Regions from separate parts of the Mus musculus genome. Here region 1 is linked to region 2. The links are chromatin contacts, called in public Hi-C maps. All regions are on one chromosome and are shown on one strand. Each heading gives the region's core, a stretch centred on a gene start, on an enhancer-like site or on the middle of the called end of the contact. The rest is flanking DNA. Distances are from core to core; before and after follow the strand shown.

Region 1 (6,114 bases), core at 2,886-5,385, 47 kb before region 2:
GTTTCTAATGGGAGACAGAGAAGGAGTGGGTCAGGATGGGAGAAGAGGGAAGGGAAACTGTAATCAGGATACAGTGGATAAGAAGAGCACCCATTTCCAATAAGGGGGGAGGTGTATAGTCTGGTATAAGCCAGAAAAAATCCGAGTTCACACCTTCATGGAGCCACTTGGAAGGTAAAGGCAAGGTTGATCAGGAGTTCAAGTCCAGCCTCAGCTACATAGCTTGAGGCCAGCCTGGGCTATATAAGACCCTATCAATAAAAGAAAGGTTGCTTTTCTGTCACTTCTGTAACTGGAGGCAAGGCAAGTCCAAGTGGAAGAGATTTTCCGAGTATAGTGTTTACCCCTGACTGCCTCATACTGGAGTATGAGTCGAGGAAGAGCGCATTGCTTCAGGCCGGGGTTGTGAGGTGGGATCCCTCTGCAACCTGGGGTGGTGCAGTAGGGTAAAGGGTGGGGAAATGCAGGACAAATAAATGTCATGGAATCTCCGTAGAGACGTGACAGCCATTCCTCGCCTCTCATTCGAGAGCCTTTGTTTCCTGAATAATATAACTGGCAGGAGATGGGCAAAGAAAGCCCTTGGCTGGGAGGAGGCATTAATGCCCGCCCGGTGAGTGGTGAGGTGAAGGGATGGAGTGTCAGGTAGAGTTGTAGCTGAAAAACCTCTCAGTCAGCCGTCCAACCCAAGAGCAGCGGCTGAGCCTGTGAGGGTGTCTGTGGGCTCCAGCACAGAGCATTGCAGGAAGCCAGGGCAGGAAGGCCCCTGGGCAGGGACAGGGTTATATTGTGAGGGGGTCTTTCTCTATCTTTATCTCCTTCTTTCCTTCCTTAATTTGTTTATTATTCTTCCTCCTTCTCTCCGTCAACCCAACTCCCCCACCCCCGCCCCCCAACACACACACACAGGGTCTTAGGCGGGCTGGTCTCAAACTCATAACAGAGTAGAGTCTGGCCTTGAGCTGTAGCCTCCTCCTCCAGCGTTGGGCTTCCAGTCTCCACCACATCCCATTCAGGGGGGTCTTCAGCAGCTGCACACGCGGCTTGGGAGACATGGTCAGTTCCATGTGCCTCTCACCAGGCACATAGACCCACAAACATGTGAACAGAAATGTGTTTACTCTCTGTCCTTGAAGCACTTGGAAGGCAAACTTGCCCCTTTGGTGTGAGGAACCAGGCATGCTGGACAACTCGAGGCGAAGAGAAAGCGGTACCACAGTCTGCGAGGCTTCCACAACGTGTGGTAAAGTTGGTTGTATTGTGAGTGACCTTGCCTGGGTCCCAGGCTGCTTGCAGGTCAGTTAGGGTCATGCTGGTTGAATAAATTGAAACTGCTCCTGAGAACCAAACTCTGCCCCATCTTTTCCCTCAGGATTCCTTCTCCAGGTTTTTGGAGCCCAGGCCTAGGATAGAGGAAACAAGGACCCAGAATCGAACAGCCGGGCTCATCCTTCACCACGCTGTTCCCTGAGTTTTCTTTCAAACAGAACTGTATCCCTCCCTAAACACCATGGTGGGGGTTTGTTCCAACTTGAGACCCCCCCACTCCATTCCTTGTTGCTGCTTCTCACAAATTATTGGTGGCTACAAAATGCTCAGTGTTTTATAGTGTTGCTCACACATGCATGCTTTCTCTTTTTTCACTTTGGAGACAGGGTTTTGTAGAGCCTGAGCTGGTATTGAACTCTTGATCTCCCTGTCCCCACCTTCTGATTGCAGAGGTTACAGGCGTGTACCACCTGTCTAAAGAACACAGACGTTTATTTGATTTTTAAAATACTTACATACTTATTTTATATGTATGAGCAGTTTTTGTCTCGGTATATGTGTATGCGCCAGCATGTGAGCGCCTGATGCTGGAGAAGGCTAGAAGAGGGGTTCGGATCCCCTGAAATCTGAGTTAAGGATGGTTGTGAGCCATGTGTGGTCCTCTGTAAAAGCAACAAGTCCTTGTAACCTCCAAGCCATCTCTCTGTCCCACTTAAATTTATTTTAAAGAAATTAATTAGAATGCTTATTCCTTCTCTAGGAGGTGGTGGTTAATGGCTTGGAGCTTTTAAAGCATCTCCTGGAAATGTGGGCCGGATTTCCTGGAAATCTGGACCGGATTCAAAGGCTCACCTTTCAGTGTCTTCATTAAGAACGGCCTAGTACATCACTCTCCAAACTCAGGGGGTTTTGAATTCTTTCTCAGTTGCAGGCGCGAGAGTTGACTCAGGAGATTTGACTTGTTCTCTGTACCCGCCGTTGTTAGCGTATGGTTTTAGACCTACACTTCTCCCTGGCTGTGTGGTCTACATTAAGTCACTGAGGTTTCCTTTTTCCAGCTATAAATTGAGACAGTAGCAAATTTGCAGTAGAATTGCATTAAAGTGGCCATGGAAAGTTATAGGGGGTTGGTCTGGTGCTACTATGTATTCAAAGGCTAAATACTGTATCCCAAGACCTGGTTACTCCAAGATGAGTGAATCTCACATACACCAGCTTTTGTTGTGCAAACCTTGTGCCCTCCCCCCCCAAGTTATCACTGATTATAATAAGGATACCTATAGCCTGGGCTGGGCAGAGGGTAGGGGACACAGCAAAGATCCCCGGACTTGGGGTCTGAGGTAGGACCATGAGGAGGAGGAGAAGGAAAGAAGACACCACTGTGTAGGTGGCCATGAGGGCTGGCCTGATGGAGTAGGCATGGCCCAGGTGGAGCACGGCCAGTGATATCCCCGGGAACAGCACCAGGGAAGCAGACAAAACAGCACAGAGGATTGGTGTCTGCCCAGCTCTAGTGCTCTTTTTTTTTTCCCCTCAAAGATTTATTTATTATTATAAACAAGTACACTGTGGCTGTCTTCAGATGCACCAGAAGAGGGCGTCAGATCTCATTATGGGTGGTTATGAGCCACCATGTGGTTGCTGGGACCTTTGGAAGAGCAGTCAGTGCTCTTACCCACTGAGCCATCTCACCAGCCCAGCTCTAGTGTTTTTTTGTTTTTTTTTTGTTTTTTCTTTCTGAGACAGGGTTTCTCTGTATAGCCCTGGCTGTCCTGAAACTCACTTCGTAGACCAGGCTTGCCTTGAACTCAGAAATCCGCCTGCCTCTGCCTCCTGAGTGCTGGGATTAAAGGCGTGCGCCACCACGCCCAGCCAGCTCTAGTGCCCTTAAGCTCATTGTAAATCTGAAGATTTCTGTGTCTTTTATCTGGGAACAATATGGTCTGAAGTGGAGTAGAAACCCCTTAATATTCAAAGACAACAAGGGGGTGTAGCAACCCCAGAATAATAATTATCACAACAAAACATAATTGAGAGCGTGTATGGGCAAGTACCCAGCTCTGGTTCTGGCCCTCATTAAGCACTCAAAAGTATGATTCTTTAAAAATATACATAGTCGGACTGGAGAGATGGCTCAGTAGTTAAGAGCACTGACTGCTCTTCCAGAGGTCCTGAGTTCAATTCCCAGCAACCACACAGTGGCTCATCTGTAATGGGTATCAATGCCCTCTTCTGGTGTGTCTGAAGTGTGCACATCATATTAAAAAAAAATCTTAAAAAAAAAAGAATATATGTAGTTAGCTCAGGCTCTGAAAACTGTTCGAACAGTTTTGTAAAACGGGAATTATATATACATATATATATATATACACATATATATGTGTATGTGTATATATATATGTGTATATATATATGTATATATATATATATATATACACCTCTATAGTTTAGAAATAACTCATACAGGCAACTAACCCAATAAAGGAGACATTGAAGAAAGTTTGGGGAGATTTGGGCTGATTAGGGTCAGGGTTCTTTTGGACGAGTCAGGATCTGAACAGGATTTTGCTAAAGATTTAAAGTACGGATGAGTACCACTTATGAAGTACAAAGACATAAGCCACACAGAGAGCAGACTGGCTCTTGGCTGGGATTGAGCCTAAGGCTGTTTCGGGGGCAAGGAGTTTAAGGTTTTTCCAGGAGTTACCCAGTGAGCCCAGAGAAAGACTGGTGGCCGGTCTCTGTGCAGTTGGTAAATTTACCACTAGGGGGCAGTGTTGACCAACAGCTTGTCCCTTGCCCAACTTAGGATTTGAGCCAAGGTCTTGGTTAGTGGAACACTTTGAATAGAGGTCGCAGTGCTGATCATTGCAAGCAGAGCCTGCGTGGTGAGTGTCAGGACCTAAAGGTCAGGAGTTGAAATGTATTACTCAAGGTTTTAAGAAATCTATTTATTTGTTTTTGGTTTTTTTTTGTTTTGGTTTTGGTTTGGTTTGGTTTGGTTTTGTTTGGGTTTTTTTTTTTTTTTTTTTTTTGGTTTTTCGAGACAGGGTTTCTCTGTATAGCCCTGGCTGTCCTGGAACTCACTTTGTAGACCAGGCTGGTCTCGAACTCAGAAATCCGCCTGCCTCTGCCTCCCAAGTGCTGGGATTAAAGGCGTGTGCCACCACGCCCGGCTAGTTATTTGTTTTTTAATTTTTGCGATCTCACTATGTAGCACTTGATTGACCTACAACTTGCCACGGTGACCAGATGGCACTGAGCTCACAGAGAGATCTGTCTGCTTCTGTGTCTTGAGTGCTGGGATTAAAGGCACGAGACACCACACTCCCCTTCCTTCCTTCCTTCCTTCCTCCTTCCTTCCTTCCTTCCTCCTTCCTTCCTTCCTTCCTTCCTTCCTTCCTTCCTTTCTCTCTCTCTCTCTCTCTTTCTTTCTTTTAAAGATTTATTTATTTTTATTATATGTAAGTACACTGTAGCTGTCTTCAGACACTCCAGAAGAAGGAGTCAGATCTCTTTATGGATGGTTGTAAGCCACCATGTGGTTGCTGGGATTTGAACTTCGGACCTTCGGAAGAGCAGTCAGGTGCTCTTACCCACTGAGCCATTCCCTGCCACCCCCCACTTTCTTTTAAAACTATTGATATGTTTGCATGTATCTGTCTGGTGTGTCTGTGTGTTTGTGTGTGCATGCACGTGTGTTTTCATGTCTGTGAGTGTGGGCACCACACCTGCCCTGGCTCACATGTAGAGATCAGAAACAACTTTGGATGTTGGTCTTTGCATCCCATCTTGTTTGAAATAGGGTCTCTTGTTCTCTGGTGCAACCCTAGGGTAAGTGGCCCACAAGCGTCTGGGAATTCTTCTGTCTGTGTTGCTGTAGAAATGCTAGGATGATGCACTGTAGGGCATATGGGAGCTTGTTACCAGGCAGGCATGAGAAGTGGTCAGGCTGAGTGAGCGCAAGTCCCAGGGATCTCGGGATTGAGACCGGCAGGAGCGGAGCCGTTCCCTGCCGCCTCTACCTGCCCTGGAACAGAAACCACAACACCCCACTGAGGACCGTGGTGATCAGTCATGTGGCATAAAAAACCTCAAGTACTCCACACTAATGAGGTACCTAGATAAGCCCCTGAGGGTTCAGCCAATTAGCTTCCCTTCCTGTGCACTCCTTCCCGCAAAAGGTATTTGATCCCCGGTTCACCCTGAGTGAAGTGTATGCAATTAATATCCACCATCAAATAAACCAATATGACCAAGCAAGCTGCGGGGAAGGCCTTCATCTTAAAGAGCCTCGCCTAAACTCCCGAAGAAGTCCTTCTCTCTCTTCTTCCAGAGCTCACTTGTAATCAGACTGGTCCCGCCCTTCCTGGACTCTGTCTTCCCCTTCCTGTCCAGTGCATGGATGCCCCAAGGGGAAGCATGGACCATGGACCCTGTGCCCCGACTCCCAGCTGTATGCCAGTGGCGCCCAGGTACATAGGAGACTGGGAACCACGGCATAGGTCCCAGACCCCGCAGCAGACCACCATTCTGGGGACTTCGTTCTGCCTCCCCCGAGCTGCATGCCAGCTGTGCCCAGGCATCCCAGCGGCAAGGCAGGACGCAGTTCAGCAATGCACACTACTGCAATGGCTTCTGGGTATCTACCCACAAGGCCATCTCCCCATCCTGAAAGATGTTTTTAAAAAAAAAATACTTACGAATTTATTTCTTTAGTTTTCATTTCTTTAACATCTCTTTAATTCAATAGCCAAGGAGTGAGGCAGGCATTATTATTCTCATTGAACAAATAATTTATCACTGGGTCTCTAATTATCCCACCCTACCACCCAGTGACGAATA
Region 2 (6,160 bases), core at 3,048-5,547:
GAAACAATGGAAATAATAACAAAACATCTCTCAAGGTTTACAGTTTAAGCTAGGGCTCACTATGTGGGTCATAGTCAGTGTATGCTCATAGCCTCCCTGTCCTAGACTCTGACTGCTGCTGTTTTGGGTGTACTCCAGAAGCCCTTGTTTAATCCATTTTCAAATTTTGTTTGTTGAGTTGTTGGTTTTTGTGTGATTCAGGAGTAGTGTGATGTGATCTTAGATGCTAGGTAAATTCTCTGCTGGGGCTTGAACCCAGGACTCTCAATACTGAGCTATGTCACTCTGTCCCAATAAAACACGTCAAGGCTAGCCTGGGCTACATGAGAACCTGTCTTAAATAACATTATCCACTCTAAAAGAAAATAAAAACAACAAAGATTTCTCAACCAATTTTAAGTATACAATATTTTATTATTAACTATTATTATGTTATGAAATACATATCAAGCTAATTTTCTAAACACGTTTATTTAAAGAAAAGTTTGAGACATGAGGCCTTGCTTCAAATATCATGCCTCTCCCTCAATTTAATTGGCCCAGCATGGTGGGACACACCTGTAATCATGGCACTTGTGCGGAAAGATTAGTTTAAGGTCATTTTTACCAAGGTCAGTTTGATGCCAGTTTTGGCTACATGAGACCTTCTCAAATATACAAAACCTTAAAAAAATGTATTTAGTGATGATATGTGACATTATTCCTGGGGAGAGACCAACAAACATCTAGTCAGCCCACCTAGGGAACTGACAGCAGACTGAAGTAAGGGCACTGTCAGTGTCCAGCTCGGTGAGCAGTGAGTTTTATTGGGGTTCCTTACAGGAGCAGAAATGAGTTAAAGGCAGTTCTCTCCAAAAGCCCACCCCAGCATGGGCGACGGGTTTGGAAAGCTGGAAAGCTGGAGCTCCCTGCACAGTGTGTAGGCAGGTGGAAAGGTTGGAAAATGTCTACTTGAGACTGTTGATATGGTCTAAGCCTCTCCTAGGCAGCTTGGCTGGTTAGAGAGTGTTCTAGGCAGTTGAGGTGGTCTGCTTCTTTCAGCTGCTCAGACTGTCTGAACCTGTTTTTAAGCAGCTTCACTTGTTCTTAGTGGTTTGTAGTATAAGCAATTTAAGTTTATTTCCCATTAGCTTCATAATAAATGAGACCAAGGCTATGGTTGTTTTATTTGGCTTTGACAATTACTGGAGGGGGTAACCCCTAATCTACTCTTCTAATTGCTGGGCTGGCTACCTCCCCACAGGTGTACCCTAGCTACTTGCTGTTTCTCCTGGCCATGTGCTCTCACAGTCCAACTCCCCTCATGGTGGCTTTCTTTTCTCTCTTGTCCTTCCTTTTTCTCCTGGTCTCTCCTCCTCTAACCAGGTCACTCCAGACCCACCCACCTTTAATCCCTCCAGTAATTGGTGTAGCCAGTTTTATATAACTAATAGTTTTAAATCAAGAAACAAGGTTTGCACAACAAAAGTTTGTAAACATAAAAAGCCACTCATAGCCCCAGACCTTTGGGTATAAATTATAGTTTAACATGACAATACATAGCAACAGACCAAATCTCAGCAGCGGTCCTGTTGGAGTTCTTTTCTCTCTGAGCCTAGTTAGCTTCCTGTGGGATTGAATAGTTCACCCGCCTTTAGAACATCCCGCACACTATCAAGCTTCTAAGATAGAAGATTGGAGGACAGTTCCACAGAACAAATAAAAACCATTTAGTTTTTACTATTTTTCTTCCTTTCTTTTCCTTTCCTTTTCCTTTTCCTTTTCCTTTTCCTTTTCCTTCCTTCCTTCCTCCCTTCCTTCCTTCCTTCCTTCCATTGTGTGTGTGTGTGTTTATTTTGTTTTTGAGACAGGCTTTAGTTAATTCATGCCTACCTACTGCCTTGTCTCGTCTTCATCAATGTTGTTATTTGTTTCCTGCCAGTGTTGTGCATTTCAGTGCAGAGATGATGGTGATGCATCATTAGGAAGCTGACCTTCAGGATGTGTGGCTGTTGTTGTGCCTTCATTTCCTTGTTATGATTGCTCAGTTTTTGATATGAGGATAATTGTCTGGCCAAACCCTTCATTGGAATGTGTTACGCTGTAGTCAGAGTAATCGAGTACGTTTACACGTCATGGTCCCTGAAAGCACGTTAGACAGTCATCTCTGGGTTTACACCTGGGAGCTAGTAGTGTTCAGTACAGACCAGAATTTATAGTTATCAGATCCACAATGGAACTATCTGAGTTTTCATCAGCTTTTCATGTTGACTCTGCCTGTGATGCTGGAATCAGGTATTTGGATTTACCATTTTGAAGCTCTGATCATTATAGTAAAGCAAAATTTCTTTAATATAGGGAACTGACTTTTTCCTCTGTGAACATAGATAATGAATTTAGTAGTTTTTTATTATATTGTATTGAAATTTGATAATTGAACTTGTGAATTTGTAAACAGTCATTTATGTTACTTTAAAAAGCATGGCAGCCTTGTGTAAGGGCTTGCACCTTTAATCTGAGCATTCATGAGTCTGAGGCAGAAAGAATTGCCAGGAGTTTGAGGCTAGTCTTGGCTACATTGTGAATTTTAGGCCATTGTAGCTTCCAGAAATGAGCTTTTGTCTCAAAAGAAAAAATATGCAATTCCTTTGTCTTTAAAAATATATAGAAGCATTCACATATTTACCTGAAATTATAATACTAATATTATTTTGGAGACAAATCTCACTATATAATAACTCTGGCTGTCCTAGAAATTGCTATGTAGAACTAGCTTCAAACTCAACTGAGATTCACCTGCCTCTGTTTCTGCTAGTATTAAAGGCGTCTGGCCTTGAAATTTTCTTTCTTCCCTCCCTCCCTTTTTCCCTTCTTTCTTTACTTCTTTCCTCACCCCCTCTGCCCTGCCCACCTCTTTTGGAATTTTGAGACAAGTTTTCTATGTGTAGCCCTGGCTGTCCTAGAACTTGATCCGTAGACCAGGCTGACTTCAAATTCACAGAGATTCACCTGCCTCTGCCTCCCTCTGTTAGGACTAAAGATGTGTGCCACAACTGCCCAGCTGTGTGTGTGTGTGTGTGTGTGTGTGTGTGTGTGTGTGTGTGTGTGTATAGATGTCCTCAGAGGCCAGAGACCAGAGATATCAGATCCTCTGGAAACTGGAAGTACAGGTGTTTGTGAACTGCTGTTCTACATAGGTTTGGGAATCAAAACTTGGGTCCTCAGCAAGAGAGATTTGTGTTCTTAACCCCTGAGCTCACTTTGCCATGCCCTGAAATTACTGCTTAAATTGAATTTAAATCTTCAAAGCCTTACCAGTCTTTATTTAAACCCATTGAATAATGATTTCTTCTTAAGTGAATTTAAGAAATAAAAATGAATTTGTTGGTATTCATAATTTTTTTTTTAGTTTTTCGAGACAGGGTTTCTCTGTATAGCCCTGGCTGTCCTGGAACTCACTCTGTAGACCAGGCTGGCCTCGAACTCAGAAATCCGCCTGCCTCTGCCTCCCGAGTGCTGGGATTAAAGGCGTGCGCCACCACTGCAAAATAATTCTTTAGTACGTGTCTTAGCATGTTAGTACTTGTAGACTTGGAAATGTTTATAATGATTTTTTTTTTTTACTTCAAGGGAAGTATCAGGTTTATAAAGAGAAACTGTCAAGGGAGACTGACTGATAAATTTTAATTTCTCTCTTAACCACTTAAAGATATCATTAAATGTTTTTGTTTTTTTCAAATTGAGACAAATGTTTGGTTGTATTTATTTGGTACTCTGCATATAATGCATAACGACCAAGTCTGAGAAATTCACATTTTTATCTCTTTAAACATTTATCTTGGTGTTGGGAGGTATAGGACTTATTACCTCCATGTGATTATAATAATTCCTAAATTATTTCAAACCATAGTCACCCTACTATTGCTATGGAACACCAGATCTTAGTTCTAAGTAGATGTAGTTGGGTAACAATTACCCCGTCTCTCAATATCCCCTACCCACTGACCTTGTATGAGTCCAGCAATCTTGATTCTATCTCTAATGTGAGATCAACATTTTACATTTTTCATAGGAATGTAGAATACAGTACGTATCTGTTCTTTCAGCTGTAGTAATAGCTTTTGTTTGCCTGATGTAATTGTCCTCTCGGAAGCTTGCTGCCTCAGTCCGCTAACCTAGACCTAGTCCTAGCTCCTAGGCTCTGTACCATTTTATCTAGACCTAGAATGTTTTCGGCCTTTGAGACATACTGCTGAATAAGATCGCCCTTTCCTTTTATTTTTTTGCTCTGACTGACTGATCAGTGCAGCTGCTCTGACTCACTCCTTTCCACGCTGACTGATTCACTTTGGCTTCTCTCTCCTCTCTTGAATTGCTCTGCTTGGTCTTATGCTAACCCTGGCTATCTGTTCTAGTGTCTTAGCTCCTGCCCGTCCTTTGGCTCATTCTGTCTTTACCTGAGTCTAGCTGCTTCTGTCTGCTACCTATCTCTCTATAACTGTCTCTGTAGACTTCCTTTTTCTCCTCTCCTCTCTTTTTCTGTGTAGCTTTCTTCAGTAGCCTCTTTTTCCTGTCTGCTCTCATGAGATTTGGGCATATCCCACCCCTGATTCATTCTGTCATCTCTTTCTCTGGTTTGTCTGCCCCTCAACTAGTCATTTTCAAACATGGCTGCTTCCTTCTACAAACTAACTTTACCTTCATTATTTTGGATTAAAGGTGTTTATTAAAGGTGTTTGTATTCCAGCCAGAGGGATTAAAGTTGTGTGCTAAGATTTGACCATACCACAAGTAGAAGCAGGTTGGTTTTTTTGTTTGTTTTGTTTTTGTTTTCAGTAAAAAACACAATCTTGGGTTCATAGTATAATCAAATATCCTGTAATATTCAGCTTTTTTTTTAATAGATAGGGTCTTATAACCCAGACTATCCACACACTGCTTATGTAGCAAAGATGAACTTGAATTTCTCTCCCCTCCCCTCCTCTCCCCTCCCCTCCCCTCCCCTCCCCTCCCCTCCCCTCCCCTCCTTTTCTTTTCTTTTCTTTTCTTTTCTTTTCTTTTCTTTTCTTAGATTTATTTATAAGTACATCATCTTTGTCTTTAGACACACCAGAAGAGGGCCTCAAATCTCATTATGGATGGTTGTGAGCCACCATGTGGTTGCTGGGAATTAAATCAGGACTTTTGGAAAAGTAGTCAGTGTTCTTAACCAGTGAGCCATCTCTCCAGTCCCGAACCTGAATTTCTGATTCTCCTGGATCCGTCTCCAGAGGGCTGGGATTACAGGTCTCTACCACCACTCCTAGATTATTGGTGCTGGATTGAACCTAGGAAAGTGCACCACCAACTGAGCTGTCTCTTCAGCTCCATTATTTTCACACACCCCCGTTGTGTGTGTGTTTGAGGCAGGGTTCTCATAGTCTGTGGTTGAGGCTAGCCTTGGACTTGTGGTGATCGTCCTGCTTCTGCCTTCTAAGTACTGGGATTATAGCCATGCAGCACTGTGCCCAGCAGGCAGAATGTTTTTAAGGTTTATCCATGTCAGAACTTATTTCATTGGCCTAGTAATACTCCATTGTATAAATATACTGTATTTGTCGCTTCACACAATCTGGTGTCATCTGAGAAGAGGCAGCCTTAATTGATTTCTGTGGAATGGCAATTTGTTCTAGGATGTAGAATAAACCAAACTGAGCAAGCCAGTAAGCAGCCCTCCATGTCCTCTGCTTTATTCCTGCCCTGACTTGCTTCAGTGATGAGGCTGACTGGGACGACAGTTAAATACTTGTCTCCCCTAGCTGCTTTTGGTGATGTTGTTTTGTCACAGCAATAAAACCTACAATTAAGATTCACTCTTGGGGGGCTGGAGAGATGGCTCAGCGGTTAAGAGCACCAACTGCTCTTCCAGGGGTCCTGAGTTCAATTCCTAGCAACCACATGATGGCTCACAACCATCTGTAATGGGATCGGATACACACTCTTTTTATGTGTGTCTGAAGACAGCTATAGGGTACTCATATAAATAAAAGTAAATAAGTAATATTTAAAAGAAAGATACACTCTTAGGAACATTTGTGTAAAATTTTGTATGAACAAACTTTAGTCATGTATCTAGGAGTGGAATTTGCTTGGATATATGGTAACTGTGCTCAGGTTATTGATAAATTGAACATGCCAATGT

The links. A called contact is a pair of places that touch in the nucleus more often than the background predicts.
Region 1: a Hi-C map of pancreatic cancer cells shows a contact between it and region 2, with 2.8 times the contacts expected there. The contact joins two enhancer-like sites. A contact is called at or near these places in 4 of 15 datasets of contacts at CTCF or cohesin (CD8 T cells, the NIH/3T3 cell line, large pre-B cells and 1 more), 78 of 484 Hi-C or Micro-C datasets (the 63-12 cell line, the AML12 cell line, B cells and 42 more), 16 of 115 datasets of contacts at active chromatin or transcription factors (the 230-238 cell line, the 3134 cell line, the HPC-7 cell line and 9 more) and 5 of 9 other capture datasets (adipose tissue, bone marrow-derived macrophages, embryonic stem cells and 2 more).

Annotation. Positions count from the first base shown.
Region 1 is chr19:46,989,277-46,995,390 of GRCm38.p6, reverse strand. It overlaps a transcript of Nt5c2 not described here. Among named protein-coding and RNA genes, the nearest start is that of Ina, 22 kb to the left of the region's middle. Within about 2 kb of position 4,135, at least 15 of the 459 cell types and tissues checked have an H3K27ac peak or open chromatin away from gene starts, as enhancers often do. A contact at or near this core is called in pancreatic cancer cells, where this site is marked.
Region 2 is chr19:46,942,673-46,948,832 of GRCm38.p6, reverse strand. The region is part of intron 2 of Nt5c2 (5'-nucleotidase, cytosolic II); the gene reads left to right. Among named protein-coding and RNA genes, the nearest start is that of Nt5c2, 17 kb to the left of the region's middle. Within about 2 kb of position 4,297, at least 20 of the 459 cell types and tissues checked have an H3K27ac peak or open chromatin away from gene starts, as enhancers often do. A contact at or near this core is called in pancreatic cancer cells, where this site is marked.